Regions from separate parts of the Mus musculus genome. Here region 1 is linked to region 2. Evidence: chromatin contacts called from public Hi-C data. All regions are on one chromosome and are shown on one strand. The core of a region is the stretch at or near the end of the contact, and the rest is flanking DNA. Distances in the headings are between cores, read along the strand shown. Region 1 has its middle 47 kb from the start of Gemin8. Region 2 holds the start of Gemin8 (gem nuclear organelle associated protein 8).

Region 1 (5,482 bases), core at 2,446-4,945, 46 kb before region 2:
AGAGACTGAGTCTGCCAACTGATTGAGGTTTTAGTGGAAAAAAAAAAGAGAAAGAATAAACCATTTTCAGGAAACGAACCCAACATTAAAATATTAACAGGAAATAGAATGTTCTTCAAATGTTGAACAAACATCCCTTTAAAAAACACTGCAGAGTCTTTCAATAACAATCTATAGCTATATCTTTATCTAATATATATACATATATACATATATGTATATGTGTATGTTTATTTAATATGATAGCTGAAGCAGGCATGGTGATGTATGCCTGTAATCCCAGCACTAGTGGCAGCAGGACAGGCCAGCCTGGGCTACAGTGTGAGGCCCTATCTCAAACAAACAAAAATGATAGCTGAGTTTCGGGGGGAAAAAAAGGGAGTGGGGGGAGACTGGGGGACTGTCCTCTAAATGTGACATGTTTCCTGGAGCCATGTTGGGAGAAAGAATGGAAGCACACAGGGATGATGAGCTGTCTCAGCAACTCAAAGTGCTTGCCTTGTAAGCCTGATGATTTGATTTGGATGCCAGCAACCTACAGTGGACCCTTTCCCAAAAGTTGTCCTCCGAGCTCCACATGTGTGCATCTGCATGCATATATAATACAGCCACTCCATGAAGAATAGGTGGAATTAGAAGTGCTCACTGTACACATCCCTACCACCCAGGCCTCAAGCTCATCAGGTCCCACCCTCTCCTCTGCACCTCACCCACAGCTCCCTCAGCCCACACAGGGCTTTTTGTTCTCCAAGGTCTCTTGCCTCTATCATTCAGTCTTGGACTACATTCTCCACTTCCTGAAATTGTTTCTTTAGAAACAATTTGTCTCCCCTATCTCCCTGCAAGGTCCAAGGTTGCCACTTATTTTCGATGAGAAAGAGCTTCAGGAAATGTTGGCTGGAGTGAGTTGGGTTGGGATCTCTGGGAATGGGAGCTGCTACCCGGTGGGTTCTCAGGATCTCATTGGGCTGTGTTTTGTCAAGGCTCTCGGGGCTACTGGCAGAATTAGAGAACAGCAGGCTTGGGGGCTGCAGCGTCTGTCAGTATGCTATTTGGCTCTTCCTCTTCTCTTTTTTCCTTCCTGTGTCTCTGCTTTCTATTTCTGCCCATTTTTCCTTTTCAAGATTTCTATCCTTCCCACTAAAAGAAGAGGAAAAGATGGTGATCGTGGGGCTAAAACAAAGCTGTCCTGAATTTGTATGTGTGTGTGTGTGTGTGTGTGTGTGTGTGTGTGTGTGTGTGTGTATCATTTCTTCATATTCTTGGGTGGGAGCAGGGGGAGCTAGGGCACTGCAGCTCAAACTAGGCTTTGTGACTTCTAAACTCATATTCCCATTGAGCTATACCTGAGTCCTTTATTTATTTCATTTAAAAATACTTGGTGGAATGACTTTTGGACATTTGGATTCAGCCTGCATTTTAGATGTTGGGAAGGTTTTGAAATAGCTTGTACATGAGCTAGGAGTGTAGCTCAGTTGGTAGAGGCTTGCCTAGCATGCTTATGAGCCCTGGTTCCAGCCCCAGCACTACATAAATAGGGTGTGGTGATGCACACACATGATTTCAGCACTTAGGAGGGGTAGCTCAAGGTCATTCCTAGCTCCATAGCAAGGCTGGATACATGAGTCCCTGTCTCGGGGGTAAAATAAATAGATGCAGACAAAAATTTAGATTTAGCATGAGCATGAAGGAACTGGTTTACTTTAAATGAAAGAGAGAGGGAGGCATAAGGAGGAGGGGAAGGAGATAGGAAGGGGGGAGGCAAGCTAGTTGAGAGAAGTGTTGAAAGTAGTACAACTGAGGAAGGATCAAAGGTAGATCCTGAGGGTCTTGCCTTCCTGCCAGAGAGGTGGGTGGGATTTTTATGTATAGGAAAGCGTGTGTCCTAAGGAGGAATTGTTACTGCACTTAGCAATGTCTACCAATCGGTTTCATGTAGGATTCAATAGGCCATACACCTAGAATTCAATTCAGACTCAGACAGAAAGAAAACTTCGAACTGCTCAGTCTCACAGGTTTTTAAAAGCTCATGGCAGCGCTGCTAAATCCCCACAGCCTCCTGCCCTGGAGAATGGCTTGCTTTATTTCTGGTGGATGATTAAATCCAAACTCTGATGATATGACAAGAATCAGGAGCTAGCAAGCTGGGGACATGTCAAACTCAGAAGTGAGTATGAGTGTCCAGAAGCCTCTCCTGGGGCTCTGGTGTCCTCTCCTCCCATCAGCCAGTTTGAATCAGGTTGTCCCAGAATTAGAATGAAAAGACTTGTTATCTATAGGCAGAATGGCATGTTCCAGCATTAGTAAGAAATGTATCTAGTCCGTTAGATTTTCATTAAATGTATCTGTGAGAATCAGCTGATGTTGAGTAGGACAGGAAGGCAAACATCTGCCCTTGGGCAGTTTCCATGAACTTACTTCCAGATCCTTCTAGCAGATATCTTAGGACTAGTTCCTCCATTTATATGGGCATTAAAGATAACACTCAACATTATTTAAATGACATTTACTTCTCTTGTGTTGTGGGAGGGTGGTGTCTGGTGGCCACTGTGAGGGTTTGGAGGTCAGAAAACAACTTGCAGGGGTCTGGGCTCAAAGTCAGGTGGTCAAGATGGGCAGCAGGTACCTTTACCCACTGACAGAGCCATGGGGTAGGCCGGCACTCTCTTTTACCATAAAACTTGGTTACATGATACAGCAACGACAATGAAAACATAGTAATGGGAGGAAATGGAACAAGGGCACTGAGATAAAAGACACATTACAATTTTGCTGTTTTGTGAAAAGTGTCCCTGTCTGCCTGGATTTTCACTTCTTTCATCTTCATGAGAGTTGAAACCCTGCCTGGAACGATCAAATTCAAGCAGAGTACCAGTTGAATCTACTCCTGTGAGAACACAATTCTCTGAGAAATTGGTCTGGTTCAGGCCCTCTAGCAGTTATGCCCATCAGAATCCTTCATTGATGCTGGTTGCCAAGGAGACGATTAGTTTAGGGACCTTGGAAAAGAGCCCAGCTAGGTGGCTGCCAGGGAGCCTGCAGCCCAAAGTCTTTTATGACCTCTTGGTCATGAAAGGCACTCTCCCTCTTTGGAGCAACATGGTAGAAGAGATGTACCCATGTCACTACAATTTTGTCTCTTATGTTTTTGTGGTTCACAACTCATACTGATAAGAAGGACAATAGCCAAAATCTCAAGGCCTGTGAGTCTTGAGGTTAGCCATTTCTGAAGTTGGCAAAAGGTAAATCACAGCCTCCTGTGGTTTACTGAAGTGTTGAGGCCCTCTAGAGAATTTTTCTATGTAGCCTAGATTTCTGCTCAGCAACCATCTTTCTGAAAGAGGATGGGATGAGGTCCATGGAAAGATGAACCCAGCCTTCTGAGAACTCTCCTTCAGTCTCAGCACCATTTCATGCAGGCTGAGGTTCTTTGCAGTAAAGGGCCTTTGGTGTTACAGATTCTGTGATACAATGTAATATATCTTCTACCCCAAGCATCATAGTTCCGAAGGAGCCCGAGACTTAGAAGAAAAAAAGGGGAAGTGCCTGGTTTAGAATCTTCTCCTCTTCCTGGCCACATGGCATCTACTGCGGGGGCGTCAGATGGAATCCCGCCCTGGCTATGCCTTATTCCAAGTGTGAAGTTTCACGAAGGTTTGTCAAAGCCCCATATGCCAATGTTTTCTCCAGGCTTCTCCCGTGCCCTCTCTTCCATAAAGCCACCCACGTAACACAAGCCCAAGTAGAAGGCCATCTGCATTACCTCATCCTTTTTTTTGTAGGCCATAGTTTCTCTATTGCCATGGTCTGGGCTTTAAAGATGCCAGCTTATTGCAATTCGAACCATCAGATATTGGGTTTGTACTGCATAGAAGAAGAGCAGTATGAGAAGAAAGTCTCAGAGCGATTTATTGGGTAAATAAGAATGCAAGAAAGTGAGGGCATTCAAGAGGGAGAGAGCATGAGTAAGATGTTTTATGTTCATGTCCTGGAAGCCCATTGTGGTTTAATTAGAAGATCCGGCGTCACAAGCTCAGACACTTCAGAGCATTGGTTCTCAGTCCTGGCTGCATATACAGTCCCCTGGGGAACATTTAAAATGTACACACAGCCTGCCCAGATCGATTATACTGGAATCTCTGGGGGCGGTTCACAGGCATCGAATTTATTAGAGAGTATGCTGCTATCTAGAATCACCAGATGCCAGAGAACCATCAAATTAGGTTTCCAGTAGCAAATTTAGGAAGGCCACATTTTAAAACATGTTCAGCTTTTCTATTTAAATACAAGACCTCACCACAATTAGCATGTAATGTTGGCCCTCACTAACCTCAAGTTGTTATTCTATTCTTCATATTTGCAGTTACTGAGGGAATATTAGATATCAGTTTGCATAAAAGCAGTTAGTAGATAATTACGTATTTATGTAGTTAGACTGGTTTAAAACTGTTTGTTTCAGGAAGTGATACACAGCATGGCTTCATTTTTACTTGGTATTTGTTTGTTTCCTACTATGACCTGAGACTTGAAAAATGTACACCACACACACACACACACACACCATATGACACAGTCTTGTGTCTCAAATAGTTCAGGCTGTTCTTAAAATTGATAAGTAGCTGAGGGTAAATTGAACTTCTGATTATTCTGCATCCACTTCCTGAGTGCTGGGTTTATAGGCAAGTACCACCACTACCCTTGTTTTTTACCGTGCTGGGGTGGAACCCAGGGTTTGTATATCCTGGGTAAGCACTCTGATGCCCTATGAACCAAGATACACTCCCAAACCTGTCATCCATTTCTTTACTCAGAGTCCACATTTGAAGCTGGTGATAGAATCCAGCATTGGTCCAAGGGAGGAGACATCAGAACAGGCTGATAGAGTATGGCTAGTCTGCCAGGAAAAAGAATATTGTAGCACCCATGGAATGAGTTGGATTGAGGTGTGATGGATGCTGACAAGAGTCTCTGGGGTCAGAGAATGTTTAGAAGAGATGGCTTGCTAGGACCAGAGACGCAAAGGTTGGCTTTACTGGTAATCCAGGAGGGATGGCAACACAAGATGGGTGACAGGATGCTCAGAAGCAACAAATAAATTCCTGTTAGACCCCTTCTCATTCTCTCATAACTGAGATTCAACACTAAGCAGGGGGGAATGAGCCTGTTTTTTCTTGCCAGGGGCTGTAGCTAGTTTATCATGTATGCAAATGAAATACAACTGTTGTTCTTGAGGAAATGCCAGCCTAACTGGAAGGCTCGGACCTTAATCAATACACCCACACACACCCCTGTAAGTATATTCTCCCAGAAGTAGACGGTTGAATCTGCTACAACTGAATACAAGACCAAATTTTTGCAGAGGCGTTCAAGGCCCTCTTTATGAATGAGTATTCAAAGCTGAGGGCCCAAGATCAAAGCAGTCATAAAATCTGAGACCACTTTGTCACTTATTAGCGTGTATGTGCTCTTCACAAAAGCTCTG
Region 2 (5,540 bases), core at 207-2,706:
TACTGGAATTGTTGAGATTGTCTGTTATATCCTGATAATATTCTCTCCTACCCGTGCTCCCCCAAATTATTAAGGGGCAGTAACTAAAAACAACAATCAGTAAGAAGTTCCAAATGTCTAAATATATTAATATATTTCCAGTTCATCTGGCCTTAAATGTTACAGTCTGCATCTGATTGTCCAAGTGCTTTATGAGTGGATTTCCCAACATAAAGAAGTAATTCTGAGAGTTCTATAGTGTGCTTGAGAACTCTTATCTAACCTCTAGCTATGTTTAATTTCCTGCCATCCTTCTTATCTTAACTTCTCCTTAAACGCTGGACTTGAAGAAACACCAATAAGCCTCTGCCATCTGTAAAACAGTTTCACGATGGAAACGCCTGCCTCTCTGCAACTTGGGTTGATTTTTCCCCCCAGCCCAGCAGTCAACAGAAGGGATCATACACTTTACTGTGAACTTGCACGTGTTAGATTTACCCAAAGCATATACACATGGTTTCTCTTTCCACTGCCATCCCAAAGACACTGTTATCTTGACGAATCATGCTAGCATAAATTGTACTTTCAAACAGTATCACAATCTCACAATTCATAGAGGCTTTGTGTCTGTAACTTTTAGTCTTAAGATTTTGAGTAATGTTCTGGCTTTTAGTTAAAAAACAACAACAAAACAAAAACCAACAAACAACCCCCCCCAAGCAAATAAAAACCCCAACAACAGTGGAGTCCAGAGCCTAATTTGTGCAACGAGTTTGTAACAATCATTTCAGAAAAAAAAAGGGAAAATGGTTCAGAACTCTGGCTACCCACAGCAACTGTCAAATGTTCTTAAGATAACATCAACTAAGAATTCTGACCTACAGAACTCAAAAGTTGCAAGGGGGGCGGGGGAGAAACTCAGGTTTTTGTTGTTTTGTTTTTGTAAATGAGCCAGTAGCTTAGACATCTCTGCAGAAACGTGTCCTGACAGACTTCCTGCAACATTGTGATCCACAGCACGTTTGAATTACACTGTGAGTTAAAACAAAACAAAACAAACAAAAACCCCAAACCTTCCCATGCTTGAGCCTCACTTCTCAAGATCTGAACTGGAATAGTCTGAGGTGGGGGCCTGGGAACAGAATTCTCAGCAGGCACCCAAGGATTAGGAAGCACATAGGGCTTGAGAGCATAAATTAGAACTAGTTTTAACAGTCTGTCAGGGGTTGGGACTCTCACGGGTCTAGGCAACCTCCTCGTGCTGCCGGGTGATGGTAATTAAAGCCACAGCATGAGCGCCAAGCCAGTACTCCAAGCTTCAGGAGTCCGCCACGCTATTCCCTTACTCCCCAAAAGCAACCCATCAGCCCCCGAAGTCACCTCGTGGGCACGCAGCTGGCAGATCTCGGGCGGTGGGCAACAACGGACCTAGCTCTGGTGGTGGGGAGGAGGAAGGGGCGGGAGAAGTGGGGGAGTGACACAAGGAGAGCGGGAGGCTCGGGTTGCCTGGGCAACAAGGAGCTCGCTTCCGGTACGGGGCTTGAAAGACGGAAGTCCCGCCTTATCCGTGACGTAACGTCGTGTCAGTGGCTACACAGAGTCAAGGGCGGCACAGGAAGCGAATTCGTTTGTTTGGGCGGTCCCGGCAGCTAGCTATTGGGCACTAGGGGATCAGAACTGAATTGCACCCTCAGCTTTCGGTTATTATTATTATTATTTCTTCTTTAGCTTTTACTTTCTTTTCACTTTCTTAACTAAAATGGAAGGTGAGAAATTGTTTTGAAAATACAGATTCACTCAGATCTGTGTCAGCTTGACATTTATGAACCTTAATTTGTACCTAGTGTTTCTGTCATTATAATCGTCAGCAGTACATGCCCTTCTAGAGTTGCACAAGAGTCCTTAGTAACCAAAGATGAACTACTAGAAGGCCAAGTGGGCTTATTTGGCAAAATGTGCCATATTTTGCAGGAATTTATTACTAGGAAAACCAGATTTGGACCAGATGCATGGTTATTCCAAAAAGTGAAAATAGGAAACAATTTAAATGCCAAAGGCTAAGATAATTAGGCAATGTCAGTAGTGGGACATTATTACCTTATCATTCCTGTAATATTGGTGAATCAAAGTAGTATAAAAGAATATTTAGCAAACATATACCAGATGTCTACTATATGCTAAGTATCTGCAGTGTCTTGTAGCTTCAAGGCACACGTGATTTTGAGGTACTTAAATGTGAGAATTTTCGATGTGCTTAACTAAATTCCACAGTACATTTTAAAGAGTTAATATTGAAAAAAAAATACGTGAACTGTCTAGTTGTTGTTGACACTGTCTCACTTTCAGCTGGGTCGAAGGTCATCATCTTGCCCTGGCTGGTTTGAATTCCCAGAGATCCACCGGTCTCTTGACTGTTGGGATTACAGGCACGCGTATCAACAAGCCTGCCTTAACTAACTCACATTTTAAGCAATCTTAACCTGGCAGTGGTGTAGCTTCATTGATAGAATGTTTGTCCAGCATGAATGATGCGCTGGATCATTCCTTTATAACATCTCACATCTGGGCATATTGGCGCATCTGTAATCCTAGAATTCTGGGCATGGAAGCAAGGTTGTTGTGGCTACACAGTGAATCTGAGGTCAACCTGGGATGCATGAAGCTGTTTGAGGAAAAAAAAAATCCTTGCCTTAGGGAAGGAGAATTTACCTTAAATGAAGAGTAAAATGAATTCCATGTACATATTTTAATATTTATGTACATATTTTAATAATATGTACATATTTATTAATCTGTTCAATAGAACATGAAATTATATATGTGGCATAAATTATAATTCTAAAGGAGAGTAATATTTTACTTAGTGAATATACACTGGTAAACACAGTTTTTTTACTTCACAAAATTGACAATTGGTTGGGTAGAGATCATAGACAGTCAATGCAAGTGTAATTATGTTTTTCATTTGTTTGTTTAGAAAGAGTCTCATGTAGCCCGTGCAGAACTCCTATTTCCCAGGTGCGAGAATATTCATTACCATACCTGACATATTGTAGTAAATTTATATGATGAATATATTGCAGAAAGGGACAACACACACACACACACACACACACACACACACACACACACACAGGCAGTTAACTTTAGGCAAGAAACGAGAAAGGGCTGTGTGTGTTTGTAGGACTGTGACTATCTTCTGGGAAGCAGGCAAGTCATTTGGAGCCTGTGGGAAGAAGAGCAGGAAAGAAAAGAGAGTGATATGAGAAAGCGGTCACATACTTGCAGAAAAGGCAGAACATGATGGGCTTATAGAAAATGTATTTCAAATGGAGCAGTTCTGGAAATACCAAGTGTCTGCATGCACATACACAGAGTCTGTGTGTATGTTATATTGCTAGCTAGAATATTACTAGTGCTTTGGCTCCTCTTGTGCAGATCCAGATAAGCCATTCAGAGTGGTGAGAAGTGGGTTTCGTTCTCACAGTTGTGAGTGTGGGAAGCCCAGAGGAATATGGCAACTCCATGGGATGAGAAACTTGCCCTCTACCTGTCTTTTAACTTTACCCATCTTGCCTTCCTGTTTCTGAGAGCTTAGTCCAAGTTGACTTATCATGGCACCTTCCCCCAGCCCCTTCCCCCCTACCCCAGCTCAGTGGGAGGATAAAAGGGAAACCTCTTTGCATGCCTCTTCCTCCCAGATAGAGTTTCGAGACATTAATCATATTTGAGGCTGAATTGTTCTGTGTTCTGAGGGCTGCCCTGCTAAGATAAGATATTGGGAAGCATATCTGTCCTCTACCTACTATGTGCCAGTAGCATCCCTCAAATGTGACACCAAAGGAAACGTCCAGGCATATTGCAAATGTCCCCTGGGGGCAAAGCCACCTTCACTCGAGATGTATTGTCTTAGGACTTGTCCACAATACTGCTCACTGGTGGTTTGAATGTCATGACTCATCCATCATAAGGATAAAGCACTTTTGAAATTTTCTCTTTTAGGTAGCCAAGAGGCCCAATGATAAGTTAGCTGAAGATGAAGTCAAGAAGCTAGCAGATCCACACCTCCATCTCTGATTATGGTGGCTCTCTTCTTGGCTGAGTTTTAGTGGTTGTTTATCTTAATTTAGTTGCATAAAAAGCATAGGTGACGGTTAATAGTGAGCACCTAAGAAGTGAGAAGCCAACCCATGATTGTCTTCCAATCCTTAGTGTGGAAATTAATTCTGTCCACAGAGAGCGATATAAATATATAGATGCTGTGTGATACATTTACTTATGAATAAATGACTGACAAAAAAAGGTGAGAATTCTGTTTAAGAAGCATGGTCATTTTAACTCCTCAGGGTGAAACATTGAGAGGACTTGGAAAAGCTAGGGGGAGGTTGTTTTATTACTTGTGTTCTACCGCCCTCTGGTGGGAATTTGTAATTCGACTATTCCTCATCTAGCATCTTTTGTTCTGGTTTAAACTTCAGATAATGCAAAACTTCCAAGGGTCACCTATGATGAGGAACTTTAAAGCACTTTTTCACACTCGAGACTATTGCATTTGGGACTCTGCACTGTTTCATTGTGAAGGCTGCCCTATGTATTGTAGGGTATTTAGAAACATCCCTGGTGTTCCTAGCACCTCTCATTTGTAGAAAACAGAAATCTTGTCAGATGTCCCCTGTGGCTCAGAATTTCTCCTAGTTGTGGACCACTCCTTTAAACACTCGTGTGAATTTCCTATTTTCACAGCCTGTATAGTTCTGGAGTCTTAGAGCAGGGGTTATGAACTTTTGGTTCATGACTCCGTCAGCAAACTTTTATCTCCAAAAATATTTACATTATAATTTATAACACTAGCAAAATTACAGTTATTAAGTAGCAACAGAAATAATTTTATGGGTGGGTGGAGGCACTGTATGAAAGGTCACAGCACTAGGATGGCCGGGAACCATTGACTTACAGTATCCTGGAAATAGCTTCTATGTTAGTCAGTCCACCAAAGAAATGAGAGGTTCCACTTATAACTGTCCTGCTATAGCAGATATGCCTCCCTTTTCATAGTTTTCAGATCTCACTCACCCCTGCTCATCCCAGCAGTTGGAGGAGAGTTCTATGGAACTGAAGACAAGGTGAGAGAATGTAGTCTTAAGTCCTACAGGCTAAGGCTGTTATGCTACAGAAGAAGTAGAACGGAAAAACCCTAGGCTATGCCCACTCCCCCACCCCCCACTCCATGGGATGTACCAGCATGGATGATCTAGTGGACCATAGGGATCCATAGCTAATCTCATGGGCTCTTTGGACTTCCCTACCCTACTCTAGGACCCATCTATCATGAAGAAAGTTATTGAGAACCAGTACCTTACCAGGGTCAAGTTAAGAGGTGCCAAGCAACCTACCAAAAGTCCAAATTTCTGCCTTCAGAGCTCACCTTTTTTCTGTTCCCTTTCCTCTGATCATCAAATTTGTCGGGGTTCTCTGATCTTTCCAATACATTGATGGATCTTTCAGTCCCTTCTTTTTGTTTTCTCTTCTGTAAAAAGGGTGTCTTTATTTCTCCCTTCCCC

The links. Hi-C and Micro-C count contacts between places; a contact is called where the count stands out from the background.
Region 1: a Hi-C map of cortical neurons shows a contact between it and region 2, with 3 times the contacts expected there. The contact joins the enhancer-like site here to the promoter of Gemin8 in region 2. A contact is called at or near these places in 2 of 39 promoter capture datasets (Sertoli cells and hippocampal neurons), 12 of 484 Hi-C or Micro-C datasets (B cells, Sertoli cells, T follicular helper cells and 8 more) and 5 of 115 datasets of contacts at active chromatin or transcription factors (CD8 T cells, Th17 cells, embryonic fibroblasts and 2 more).

What each region holds. Positions count from the first base shown.
Region 1 is chrX:166,215,059-166,220,540 of GRCm38.p6, reverse strand. No RefSeq gene overlaps it. Among named protein-coding and RNA genes, the nearest start is that of Gemin8, 47 kb to the right of the region's middle. Within about 2 kb of position 3,695, at least 6 of the 459 cell types and tissues checked have an H3K27ac peak or open chromatin away from gene starts, as enhancers often do. A contact at or near this core is called in cortical neurons, where this site is marked.
Region 2 is chrX:166,166,370-166,171,909 of GRCm38.p6, reverse strand. It overlaps Gemin8 (gem nuclear organelle associated protein 8), which reads right to left and starts at 1,456. Exons shown (of 4, transcript NM_146238.4): 1 at 1,360-1,456.